2 separate regions of the Triticum aestivum genome follow, and region 1 is linked to region 2. Evidence: chromatin contacts called from public HiCAR-type data. All regions are on one chromosome and are shown on one strand. Each heading gives the region's core, a stretch centred on a gene start, on an enhancer-like site or on the middle of the called end of the contact. The rest is flanking DNA. Distances are from core to core; before and after follow the strand shown. Region 1 holds the start of LOC123086840. Region 2 holds the start of LOC123086835 (zinc finger protein 1-like).

Evidence for each region. HiCAR-type assays count read pairs that join an accessible place to other places.
Region 1: a HiCAR-type map of leaf shows a contact between it and region 2, with 4 times the contacts expected there. The contact joins the promoter of LOC123086840 here to the promoter of LOC123086835 in region 2. A contact is called at or near these places in 2 of 5 Hi-C or Micro-C datasets (leaf and root) and 1 of 1 datasets of contacts at active chromatin or transcription factors (leaf).

Annotation. Positions count from the first base shown.
Region 1 is chr4A:543,596,974-543,603,968 of IWGSC CS RefSeq v2.1, forward strand. LOC123086840 reads right to left here and starts at 1,339. Exons shown (of 3, transcript XM_044508658.1): 1 at 1,035-1,339; 2 at 846-932; 3 at 235-754. The coding sequence starts at 1,253. The coding sequence ends at 506. It overlaps LOC123086839 (protein FAR1-RELATED SEQUENCE 5), which reads right to left and starts at 5,585. Exons shown (of 6, transcript XM_044508657.1): 1 at 5,331-5,585; 2 at 4,966-5,220; 3 at 3,365-4,055; 4 at 2,767-3,224; 5 at 2,374-2,661; 6 at 1,403-2,284. The coding sequence starts at 3,932. The coding sequence ends at 1,622.
Region 2 is chr4A:543,371,883-543,377,872 of IWGSC CS RefSeq v2.1, forward strand. It overlaps LOC123086835 (zinc finger protein 1-like), which reads left to right and starts at 4,423. Exons shown (of 1, transcript XM_044508655.1): 1 at 4,423-5,679. The coding sequence starts at 4,432. The coding sequence ends at 5,322.

The DNA.
Region 1 (6,995 bases), core at 89-2,588, 220 kb after region 2:
GAACAGTTCATTCACTGTTTCAGTCCGGTCAATGCCAAGGGGAAGGAATAAACGGGAGCAGCGGTCCTCCCTCTTGCTGCCAACATCCACCCACCCACGCATTTATTATGTTTTTTTGCATTTCACGAGATATCTCTCCCACTCACACCACGAGGCAAATCGGACCAACTAATTTTATATCATGGGTTCTCTACCCGCTGCCCGTTTCGGTCCCTTTTCCAATTATATTTATTGACCGGCAAGAACACACGCAGCTTCACGACAAGGAGAAATAAGTCAGGCAAAAAATATAGATCGGCCCCATACCATGCCCTATCCCCCGTACTCCCAGCACATGACCCGTGGAGTTCAACATTACTGACGGATAATGAGTGAACACGAAACGGGAAACTACATTCTACATTCAATGATGAACCTAGTGGAACGCCTGCTACGAACTAAATCACCGTCATCTCTTTACCAGACTAATCAAGTAGCACTTGTCCTCAAGCTACGTTTTCTACTCTCAAATACGATGGCGTTTCGGCGGCATGCTGATGATGTCTTCTTCATCTTCAGTGTCTACAACATGGCCTCCACAAACGACTCTAGATTCGTCGTCGACGGCAGAGCTACCAGTGCTTCGAGGAGAGTCAGGAGCAGCAGTTGGATCGTAATCGCCAAACCCTTCTTTCAAGGGTTCTTGCCCCACCATGGCATCCAAACCATGAACGAGAGGCTGCTCGTAAAACGCATCGTCTTGGACGACCTCCCCCTAAAGAGAACCGAGACATAACTGTATAAGAATGGATTGATGTAAGGTTCAGTTGTTTACGCGACAGTTTTGTACAGTTTGAAATCCTGACCTCTCCATTCCCGAGCTCCAAATCATCTGGCTGGTGTTTCGTGCTCCAGGCGGTAGATACGGACTCCGCCGGCGATGGAGATGAAGGCTGCAACATGTAGTTTCTTGCTCCCTTCAGAAATTGATGTGCGGCTGAAGCATATGCATAGATTACAAAACAATTTTTCAGAAAAAGATCTGAGGAACTCACAGGAGTAATCAGGTGGAGGAACGCATTATGCCCCTCGCCTCTGGTTGTGCCACTACTCCTCGATTCAGCGACTGAGCCTCCCATCGGATGCAGGCGGGCGATTTGAAATTTTTCGAACTGCACTGTGGGAAGTGGTGTGTCTGAAGTGTACCACCTCAGCCTTGGCCTCCTATTTATACCGTGCCATCTGCCAGCTCCAAGGGCGCCCTTTCCCTGCATACGGTACCTTTTTTGAATTTTGAATTGGTTGCTACGGCCATAGATACCACAGGCTAACGTTGCGACTTTGCCGTCGAGAGGCAAACAAGTCGTAAGCCTATCCAGGCCACCATTTATGTCGCCATCCACTGTAAGCAAAAATGTATCCGTATGACACAGACGACCAACTAAGCAACTTATTATTAATGTTACAGCCAGTAGCAATTTCAGTTTTCTAACTTTAGCACATTAGTAAACAAGTTTCCCGGACGATAAGCACAGAAAACCTCAGCAGAGCGGTATACAAGGGTTCAACACTAATCGTGTGCGTCCCACTCTACCATAGTTTACAAGCCATCTCGAAAAACACATAAGCGTAGAAACCTATATCAATTCTTTGCAAACCCTAGTGGTCTCGTGCACGTCGTTCGTCGGTGCCCTTCTATTCCGCAGTTTTTGCATTTACCAGGCTTCCGTGGCTTTTTCGGCATATCCCCTCTCTCTGGGCATGTCGTTTTCTTGTGCCCTTCGCACCGACATATGCTGCAGAACCTTGTTCTCTTACTCAGTCCTTCATACGGCGCCTTCTCCCTGTTGTTCGTAGGCCTGCCAGGACCTCGACGCTTCTCTGGAGCTGTGAGGCACTGCATGGCATTCGTGCTGAATGAATTTCCGGCACTTGCGCAATGGTCGGCCTCTCGTTCAGCATTTTCTTGCTCGCCATTGGCAGATATCCTGACATCAGTCATTGGAATCACGCGATCCTCAAAAGCCAGTCCATCACGTTTCTCTGGCAAAGGCGCTGCACTCTGAATCACCGAATCAAGTGCAGCGTTGACATGCTCGTAGCACGCTGCACTTGCGTCACCCATCCGCACGACTTCCATGGCTTTGAAGTATAGTGTCGCATGCCTACAAGTGAATGACATGTTCTGTGAATTGTCTCTCTGGTACTGGACTAGGTGACCTGGTATTATGTCTCTTGCATCCTTTGTCCACCGTTTTACGACGTGGCATTTAGGGATTTCTTCTACATGCAGAATTTCCATAACCTGCACGAGAAAAAACCACTAGCTAGTCAGGGTTTTTTCAGTTACTGGATTTTTTATATTAAACGCTACGTGTTTTCTGGCTCTTTTACCCGCAATGCATGGCTGCACAGCATCCCTGTGTGCTCAAACTGGCCGCACTCGCAAGTGAATTTTGATTCGTCCTCATTAATGGTAACCTCATATTCAACTCTGCTCCACTTCTCTCTTTTCGCCGCATTGTTGTGAGTGGTGATGTACTTCCTCTTCTTTTCCACCTTAGTAACATTGTATGATGTTGCTTCGATAAGTAGTCGTCCAAATTCCTCAAACATGCTCCTTGTATAAACCTTGCTGGCATGACGCTCTATAGCAAGGTTAGTACGTCTGACAGCACCGCCCTGCAATGAAAACACAGCAGTATACATAAGAATCTCATCCACTAAGTCCCCAGACGACACAACGACCCAAGATCAGCATATTGTGTACGGCATGAAGCTACTTACAATCATAGTCCTCTTCTCCTCATAGCTTTCGTCCCGTTCTCGATCAAACTGCAGTTTCATGTATTGTCGGACGAAAACATGCATTGGGCTGGCTGGTGGCATGTATGATTTCAGCATGTGGATTGCGCTCTCGCTTCTTTGGGTGCTTGTCATTTTTGCACAGAAAACACCCCGGAAATATGGTTTCGCCCATTTCTTTCTGGTTTCATAAATTTGGGTCATATAGTTATGATTCCTCAAATTGTACTTGTCGAGGAGAGCTTGCCAGGCTGATTCAAACTCTTCTTCAGTTAGCATGTGGTTCACAACTTTGTGAAATTCAGCCTGGAAGTCACTCTTCTTGGTGTATAGTGGTCCTAGTGTTTCCTTCGCCTTTTTTAGGACATGCCATTTGCACCAACGATGTACTGTATCAGGATAAGTTTTCTTGATTACAACCTCCATGGCTCTGCATTGATCTGTGAACAAAATAAGAAGATTTGAATCAGACATATCAACTGCACAATTATGAGTTGGTGAATGTCATTTTTTTCTGTCAACACAATGTCCTAGGTTACAAGGATCAGGACAAATAAGATTCGCACCACGCCCACAATACCTGTGAGTATTGTCTTCGGCGCTGGCCCGCCCATCATCCGTACAAATTCTTCGAACACCCATTCGAAGCTCTCTTCTTGTTCGTCGCGCATCAAAACCCCTGCCAGTATGATGCTCTGGTAATGGTTGTTAACTCCGACAAATAGCCCAAATGGCATGTCGTACAGGTTGGTCCTGTAAGTCGTGTCGAATGTAACTACATCACCAAAGAATTTGTATTGCATCCGGCTGCTGCCATTAGCCCACATGAGGTTTCTGATTTTGCTATCTTTCTCTTCCAACACTACATACGTAAATCCTGGATCGTTCGCCTGGATGTCAGCAAAGGCTTGAAGTGTTTTTCGGACATCGTCCTCAGCTTGCTCATGGCTAATCTTCCCACAAATGTTTCTCAACGTCCTTTTTGTGAAAGGTACCTTCTCGACTGACCCAAAGAAGCTCCCAATAATGCTGTAAACCTTACCAAGGTTAACATTGTTCTCCCTTAGTTGCTTAATCAGATCCTTGGTGTATACATAAATGTGCTTATGAGAAGGCCAGTGCACCTTCTCTCCCATTGTCAAAGACATCGAATGGTTGTGACTCGCTCGATGCTCTGTTATGTACCAGCTGTTGTCCGATGCACACAGCAGCCTGATCAAAGCAGGGCACTCACATCTGCAGGACCTACTATTTTCGGATTCAGGTTTCCCCTACACACCACAAAGGAAGACATGTCAACAGTCAGCAGTGCACCATGTCCCAGACGAAATCTTGCTCACACACACTAGTATCTAAAATTTTCTTTGCTGGAATCAAATTACGAACTCACCGAGCAACCACAAACAATTTCCTACATGGTTTTAGTTCGCTCGGCGTTGAGTCTGCTCTTTCCATATCTTATTCCGAAACCGACTTCCCAAGAATATAGGTTGTAGAAGTCATATGCCTCGCCTAGCGAATCGAAACTGAGCCCCAGTTCAGGCCTAACGACACTCTTGTCAGGCTGCTCTGCATATTTGCGTATAGAAATCTCTAGAGCACTCATCCTTGAGGGGCACGGGACTCGGTCGGGCGGCGCGCTTCCTAGGCGTAGCCTGAATTTTGACCAAAAGTAAACGTTAACAGTATCCACTCAATCCAAATTTTCAACTGAGATGCGACGCTTCATCTACCTAGTTCTCCATTCTCATTATTATTTCATTTCCATATCGCACATCGGCAAAAAAGAATATACACAAACAGAAGTATGGTTCAATGATATGCCAATTGACGCGGTTTTCACTGATTTCATATTATCACCATAATAGGAAGACATCTCTGTTGTCAACTTCCATTTTCCTAACATGGCTATCTGAATTATTTTTTGTCATTGCCAACAATATTGCAACGCCATCAGGTGTATTTTACATTCTACAAACCAGTTGCAAAAATAGCTGCTCCTTCAATTCAGGTTATTTTTCAAGAGGTATTGCTCAATCGACCAACAGTGATCATGACATCATTCAGAACCTATTTGGTTGTTTTCTATCTCAGTCTATACGTTTCGCACATACATGTGATGCTCATGAGAACTCATCTGTTCAATGACAAAGACCAAGGGAGGAGATCACGTGCTCTTACCTTTTTGTCCACCCGGGGGCTTGCGGATTCACCCTATCAGTTGACTGGGCAGACCTCGTCAGAGATTCAGCACGGGGACGACGTTCACCATGTGGTCGGTCTGCACCTACGCCCTCATCGTCCACCCGAGCTAGCCCAGATTCCCCATTGGCCTCAACACGATCTTCAGTTGCTTCCCCATTCTGCAGCAGATACAGGAGCGGCACTAGATCTGGGTGCTCAAGGCTGTCCGCAAATTCTTCCCTTGCGGGAAATCTGCGCGAGGAAAGTCGATTAGCCGGCAATAGAGGTCAGATTCGTATGCAGTGCAGGCCGAGAAAAATTAAAAGGATAACCAAAAATGCAGAGATCTGCCCGGAAATTACCTATCCACCGCGTCGAGCAGGAACTCCATTCCCTCCGCCTCCATAGTTCGGTATCCTGCCTTGCAAACGCACCGACCGCCGACCAGGAACTCCGCCCGGCACCGCCCGGCAGCAGTAGCGCATTCAAGTCGCTCGCACTCTAGGTTACGCCGCCGGTCACGGCTCTTCCAGAACGAGCTGGGGAAGGGGATGGACAAATCTTTTTTTTGTTGTTGCCCGTGCGCACGGGTCGTTACCCTTGGACCGGCACGACGGCGCAGAATCCGCCCACCGTCCAGGACCCATTATCTGAACCAAGGCCCAGGCTAGAAAAGGTACCTTCCTGGACCACGGGCTAGATGGAAACCCAACGTGCTGATCCACGGCCCAGACCGAGCAGTCGCGCCGTCCGTCCGTCTGCGTCGCCCCGACCCCACGTATTGCACACTGTTCCCTACTGTATTTCCGAGATTCCCTATTTATGCGACGCTCGTATCTGACAGCACAGCAGGTTTTGTTCACATCCCAAGGCAGATATCGACGACTCAGATTATGGGTGCAGCTGAGCTCGAGCTCCAAAACGCCCCTCTCCTTATTCTAGCCTATTTAGTTTCTGATTGCTCACTTTCTTATTTGTGGGCTGAGTTAGGAGTTTACATAGATTAAAGGTATGGTGGAACTGTACATGCCACAGCCAAAATATGGAACTGTCCTCTCGTGCCCGCCATGTCGTTGTTCTATTACACAACTAATGACATCGGCCTCTCAAGCTGCTCACGGTCGCGGGGATAAACTGACTTGTAGCAAAGAGCTAGCCACTGAAGATTAGTTCGTGCATGGGAGAATCATGATCCAGAAGCAACGGTAGACAATACAAAGTACAGAAAACATTTCCAAAGAGATAGCAGAATACCAATGTGTGTAGAGAGTATTTACATGAGCATAGAAGAATGCAAAAATATTCGTGGCATGTCGTGGTATTCTCACGGGGGACTTGCGAGTCGACAGATGCCACAAGGGCTTAGTGTGAGGGTAAGACTGCTGCTGATAGGACCGGGAGCGGGTATGTGTGACACCCCAAAATTTTGGCCTTGTTTTAATGGATTAAAATTTTGTCAGGAATTAAAACTTTGGATTTCTGAGCTCCATTTTATTTTCTTTCCCTGTTTTGATGAGTTTTTCCCAAAGAGAAAATTCCTTTTTAAATATGTTTTTGGACTTGTTTAACCTCTCAAGAAAAACTTTCCTTCTATCAGTGTAACTAATTAACTAATTTAATTGCTTGATCTTTACTTTCTTGAAAATAGTTTTTCAAGGTTAAATGGCCATAATTGAACTACAACCATTTGATAGATTCACTTAAAATTTCCACAAAAATTTGGAGATGTCATGTGATGTTTTTAAATCACTGTTGTGCAGCAATATATTTAATTCATGTAATATTTTGAGCCCTACACTCAATCTTTCTTCTCTGGTCTAGAGTGCATTTTGCACTGCAACCCATTAATATATTTCTTTAAAACTTCTACCAAAATTAGGGGAGGTCAGTAGGAGCATATTATTCCACTTCGTGCAAAAATCCAGGGTTGTTCTTTGAAAATTTTGAGTGAATCAACCTCATCTTCAGTCTGGACCAACTTGATGGTTTGTACAGCAACCACCATTTTACTTGCTCTTTAACCCTTG
Region 2 (5,990 bases), core at 3,173-5,672:
CGCTGGACGCCACCGCTTTTCTTCCCGGCGTGAGCCCCGCACCTGCCGTCCCCGCTGTCGGCCGTCTTCCTGGCCTTGGCCCCGCACCCGCCGCCTCCGATGTAACCCTTCTTCCCTGCGTCGGCCGCGCACCCGTCGCCCCACTGCTGCCGCCTAAGAACTGCACACTCGCGCTCGTCGCCCGCCTGCCCCGTGCACCCGCTGCTCGCCGCCCGCCAGCCGATTCAGGAGGAGACGAGGGAGAGGAGTGGCCGGCGACGCGGATCCAGGAGAGGAGCGTCCGGCGGCGCAGATCCAAGGAGGGACCGGCCAGCGATGCGGATCCAGGAGAGGAGCGTCCGGCGGCGCAGATCCAAGGAGGGACCGGCCGACGGCACGGATCGAGGGAGAGAGCAGATCGAGAGTGCCTCAAGCACGCGAGAGAGAGGGCTTCGTGCGAGAGAGGAGGCACGAGCGACGGTTCCGCGTGGTCCGCTCGATTTGGAGAGATCGCTTGGTTCTGGATCTGAGCGGAATATTCGGTGGATGGGAACGAGTGGGTTTAGTTCCAGTTACAAACCAAACACTAGAACGTGGGTCAGGGACGGGTCCGACCCGTTACATTCCAGTTGGTTTCTAAAACCAAACGCATCTTTAAAGAATGTTTTTTTAGATGGAATCATGCATTCCATTACGCAGTAGGCATAGCCAAACCATTGGCCAGAATCATCAACACATCATCAGGTGCACACGCAGGCCACAAGCGACTGGGTTCATGCCTATAGCCCATTACAACCCAAAGCTGCAAGAGCATGGGCTACTTTATTACAAGTACATCATGTACATGGTGCACAGTGGAAGCTAGCATCACCAAAATTTACACGATTTAGGGGATTTTTTTAATGAGAGATGCCAAGTTCGTCAAAAGGTCCACTTTTTTTGTCCAGATGTTTAAAAGGTACACCTATACTATGCAATAATAAGGAATCTAAAGCCATTATGCTATTCAAGGCCCAACTTGGCCCATCAGACCCACTCTATATATGAATGAACACTAGATTACACGGGCGCAAGAAACTCCAACCTGTTTCTATTTTGTTCTTTTCTCACTTTTTCTTTTCATTTTTTGCTTTCTGTTTTTTCTTTTATTTATACTTTAGACTATTATATATATATATATATATATATATATATATATATATATATATATATATATATATATATATATATATATATAGTGTTACTATTTATCACCCAGGGGCAGAATAAGTTATTCTTCACCCGAGGTAATCTTACGATCATTTCATAATTAAATTACGTTTGGAATTCAAATAGTTACATTCCTATTGATTCACTACGTAAAATTTGACATAAGAAAATAAAAATATAGGTCATAAGACAAGAAAATTTGCAGTTTATGTGTATTTTAGACTATGTTTTTATGTTTGTAATTTTACATAACATAAAATATTTTTTACAGCGATTATATATTTTCTTACGGTCTCTTTTTGCGTCGGAAATAAGACAAAACTTACGAAACGTAAAATTATGATGCATTGATGGTAAAATAGAGGGGGGGTGAAGAATAACTATTCCTCACCCAGGGTGACGAATAGCGCGACCCTATATATATATATATATATATATATATATATATATATATATATATATATATATATATATATATATATATAACGAAAAGTACTCTTAGGAAACATTTCAATTTTTTTGACAGGTATTTCAAAAATGTTGAAGAAGTATTTGAAAAAATCTTGAGCAAGTATTTAAAAAAATTTGAACAAGTATTACCAAAATGTTGAACAAGTATTTGAAAAAAAATGTTAAACATGTATAAAAAAATGTTGAAAAATTATTTCAATGTTTTTGAATACTATTTGAAAAAAGGAGAAGGAAAAAAGAAAATCAAAAAATTGGAGAATAAAAAAATCCGAAAGAACAAAGAAAACCAAAAAAACCAAAAAATGGAAAAATAAACCCGAAAACAAAATGCAAAAAGGGATGAAAAATGGAGAATAAAAAATAAAAGGAATAAAAGAAAACAATGAAAAAATCCGGCTCAAATGGCCTCAAGTAGGGCCCGCACCTTCCACTTACCAAGGTTGCGGCTTGGACGGAGTGGATAGCAACGCGCGTGAACTCCCCTTAGACCAGGGATCGATTCCTGACCTTTAGCGAGACATCCCGCAGCGATCGCTTAATGCGATAAATACTCGCTGCGAGATTACATTATTATAAGTAGTTTCTAAAAGAAAACTCTAGATTGCACTGTTCAGTCTTAGAAACATTTATTCCTCGTCGTATCTTCTTGCTATATTGGCATATTGAATTTCCCGCCATTCACGTACACGTTGGTGCCAACTGTAGCATGTATGCAAAAAAGCTCGCGGGCCGGTGCATATGCCCACCGCCACCGTCGCACGGAAAAAAAATATAAAACCAGGTCTCACGGTTAGCAGGTGAGACCCGCCCTGATGAATGACACGTGACATTCACAAATCACAAAGCATCTACCCATCCCTCGCTTATGGATCTCGCGTATAAAAACATAGTACACGCATGTGCGCTAACCCCGGTCAGTCCGCTGATTCCAGCTATGCACGAATCCATCATCCATGTGCCCGGAGGCAACCTCCCGTTACAAAGCAAGCATTAGCAAGCAACGTTCTGCATCGAGCAAATTCTGCACGCACAGCACAGGCCGGCACGCATGCATGTCTCTGCCGTGTTTGTTTGGCCACAGTTTAATCGAATTTTGCTTCACATGGAAAGAGCATATACAGCCTTCTTTAAGAGTACGCGTACGCCTAACTTTCCGTAACGGAAAAGAGGCGGACACCTTTGTTCTTGTTAGCATATGTGCCTGTCTGGTTCGATTTGTATGTTCGCCATTAATTCCACAGTCGATGTACGTACATATTTGTGGTGTATATGCGTACCTTATTCTACAGCTCTACCGATCGATCACGCGTACTGCACACCAACTCGATCGGTCGCACGGATATTTGTGGCGTAGTATCACCTACTGACCTAACGATTTCCGCGATGGATATACGACTAGCCTGACGACAGACTATACGAGTCGAATTCATATTGGGAGACCCGGTTTGAACAGCCACAGCTCATTGCCGTGTTTTTCTTCTTCTTTTTTTAATCAATTTCTGGCGAAACGTTGAGGTGACAGTACACGTGTCGCCAGCCAGTACCAGCTCGCTGCGGCGTTCAGGAGAAGTGTGAGCTGCTCTGCTCATCTGCTCTTTCCAGAAAGCCTTTCCTCTGCAGCCCCCAGATGGAGAAGCGTCGAGCCGGACACGGTCGCCATGTGAGTGCCCACCGCCTCCCAAGTGATATCCGGCCCGAGCTCTCCCTACCACGCGGCAGCTCCGCTCACGCACGCACAACACAAGGCCGTCGACCACGAACCAGCACACGGCGACGTACTCCACTCGCTACCTTTAGCTTGTCACTCCCCAAGTGGCCGTCGATCACTCACGGCGGTGAGGTAGCTTGACAGCGTAGCTAGAACTACAGGTGAACTGAAAAAAGGTTATTGGATCTATCTAGCGCTGCTGAGATTGGTCTGCGGAGGATTCTCATCTCAGAGAAGCGTAATTAAGCAGTCCATTTCAGAGTGATCGTGATCGAACGCGCAGCGCGATATTTGTTTAAAGCGGAGGCCAACGCACCAGATGCTTCCCTCTCTCACCCCGTGACATCACAGCGTGATCAACCATCCATTTGGCACACCACCCCGCTTCCATTACTACCGTAACTAGTTTATAATTGATCCAAGTTCCATTTTCCCAAGAATTCCATCTTTATGACTAGTCAGAATGGGAGTAATTTCACTAGTAACATCACACATTTCAATAAAAGATTGCTTATGTGGCAGCTAATTAATGAGGAGAGAGGAGTTTGTGGTAACTTAGCTAGTTACTGTAACATCACACATTTCAAGGCATAATGAGTCTATAGCCTAATAAATAAACTCTTTCATGATACCACTCATATGTTACTACCCACTATGAAAATAATAGCATAGATTAATAACATCGGCAAGTTACTACTTTATGTTACTCCCCACTGTAAACAGTCTCTTCCTCTTCACTGACCGTGAAATCTTATCAAGTTGTCCTTTCCACGACTGGGCAGAGAACAAGTCCTCTCTCACTTACTCTTCTTCACTGACGTCTGACCGTGAATCTTATCAAGTTCTAGACCCCAAAACAGCCGAATCATCGTCATAATCAAAGTCATCTCCCTCATCTCCCCCTATTCTTTTCGCACCACTTGGAAGCCTCCTCGTCCCTGCTTTCTAGTTGACCAAATGCTCTTCCAACTAACTCTTCCTCCCTCCCATTGCTTAGTCCCAAAGAACCAACCACCACTTCCTCACTCGGTCTCTCTCTAATACACACACACACACACACACTGATGCATACACACACCAACAAACCACTGCATCACCACCAACGACTTCCCTACCACTACTCGCTCACCTCTCTCCCTCCCTTGTATAAAACCACCACCGGTTGCCCCGCCCTCTCCACCCACTCACCACTGCTCCATCACACACTTCCAGTAGCTAACTTAACTACTGCCCACCACTCTTCCTTCGTGCCAGAGAGAATCAGCAAGGCACGTTCTTGCGTGTGTTGGATCGGCGTACGTGCGTGCATGGCGGTGGACGCGGTTCGCGACGCGGCGGCGATGGTGAGCGAGGAGGAAGAGGAGGGGCAGCTGCGGTGCGACGAGGGGTGGGGCAAGCGGAGGCGCCCGAGGCGCCAGCGGCAGCGCGCGCCCAGCGAGGAGGAGCACCTCGCGCTCAGCCTCCTCATGCTGGCGCGCGGCCACCGCGACCGGCACCTGCTCCCGTCGTCCTCGCCGGCGCAGGAGCACCGCTGCTCCGTGTGCGGCAAGGGGTTCCCGTCCTACCAGGCCCTCGGCGGGCACAAGGCGAGCCACCGCCCGAAGCCGGCCCCCGCCGGCGCGGACGAGCCCGCTGCCACGGCGGCGGCCTCGCCCGCCGCGTCCTCGTCAACCACGTCCAGCGGCGCGGGCGGAGGTGGCAGGGTGCACGAGTGCTCCGTCTGCAAGAAGACTTTCCCGACCGGGCAGGCGCTGGGCGGGCACAAGCGGTGCCACTACGAGGGCCCCGTCGGCGCCTCCGCGGTCGCGAGCCGAGGGTTCGACCTGAACCTGCCGGCGCTGCCGGACATCGTCACCGAGCGCGAGCGGTGCATGCCGGCGCCGGCCGACGACTACGAGGAGGAGGTGCTCATCCCGCTGGCGTTCAAGAAGCCGAGGCTGATGATCCCGGCATAACCAAATCATCAAAGAATTTTTCAATCATCAACGGCCAGTTGATGAGTGAATCCCGTCGGTGTGTATTCTTTTGGATTGCTTATGCTCGGCTGGCTGGTGATACGTACTCCCTCCGTCCGGAAATACTTGTCCTGAAAATAAAGAAAATGAATGTATCTATAACTAAAATAAGTCTAGATACATCCATTTCTAGAACAAGTATTTCCGGACGGAGGGAGTACACACGTAGTACCTCCTGCTTGCCAGCCAGCCAGTGGAGTGTAGAGGTCGATCGAGCTGGCCATCGATTGGTGTAGTACATATCTCTCTATATTTTCCATATAGTACGTAATGCATCTCAGTAGATCGCTTCTTTCATTGATTAATTTGTTTGGCGTACGTAATAACACAATTCAACGAGATTGATATGGTATACAGAGAGTACAACTAATTCTTCCATGTACTACACCAGACTAGCTAGTAGTACTAGCAGTTGGGTAAAGACCGACTGACCAGCAATGAAATGTGCAGTTGCTTGCCGTGTCGGCCACTCTCGTCGTGTGTGCGCCGCTAGACGCTACTGGTAGCTTTGTCCGAACTTCCGAATTCAATCTTGGCCACCAAAACATCTCGATCAGGAAGTAGCACTAGTTGGCTGTCTCTCTCTAGAATCGATCATTGGCCGGCCG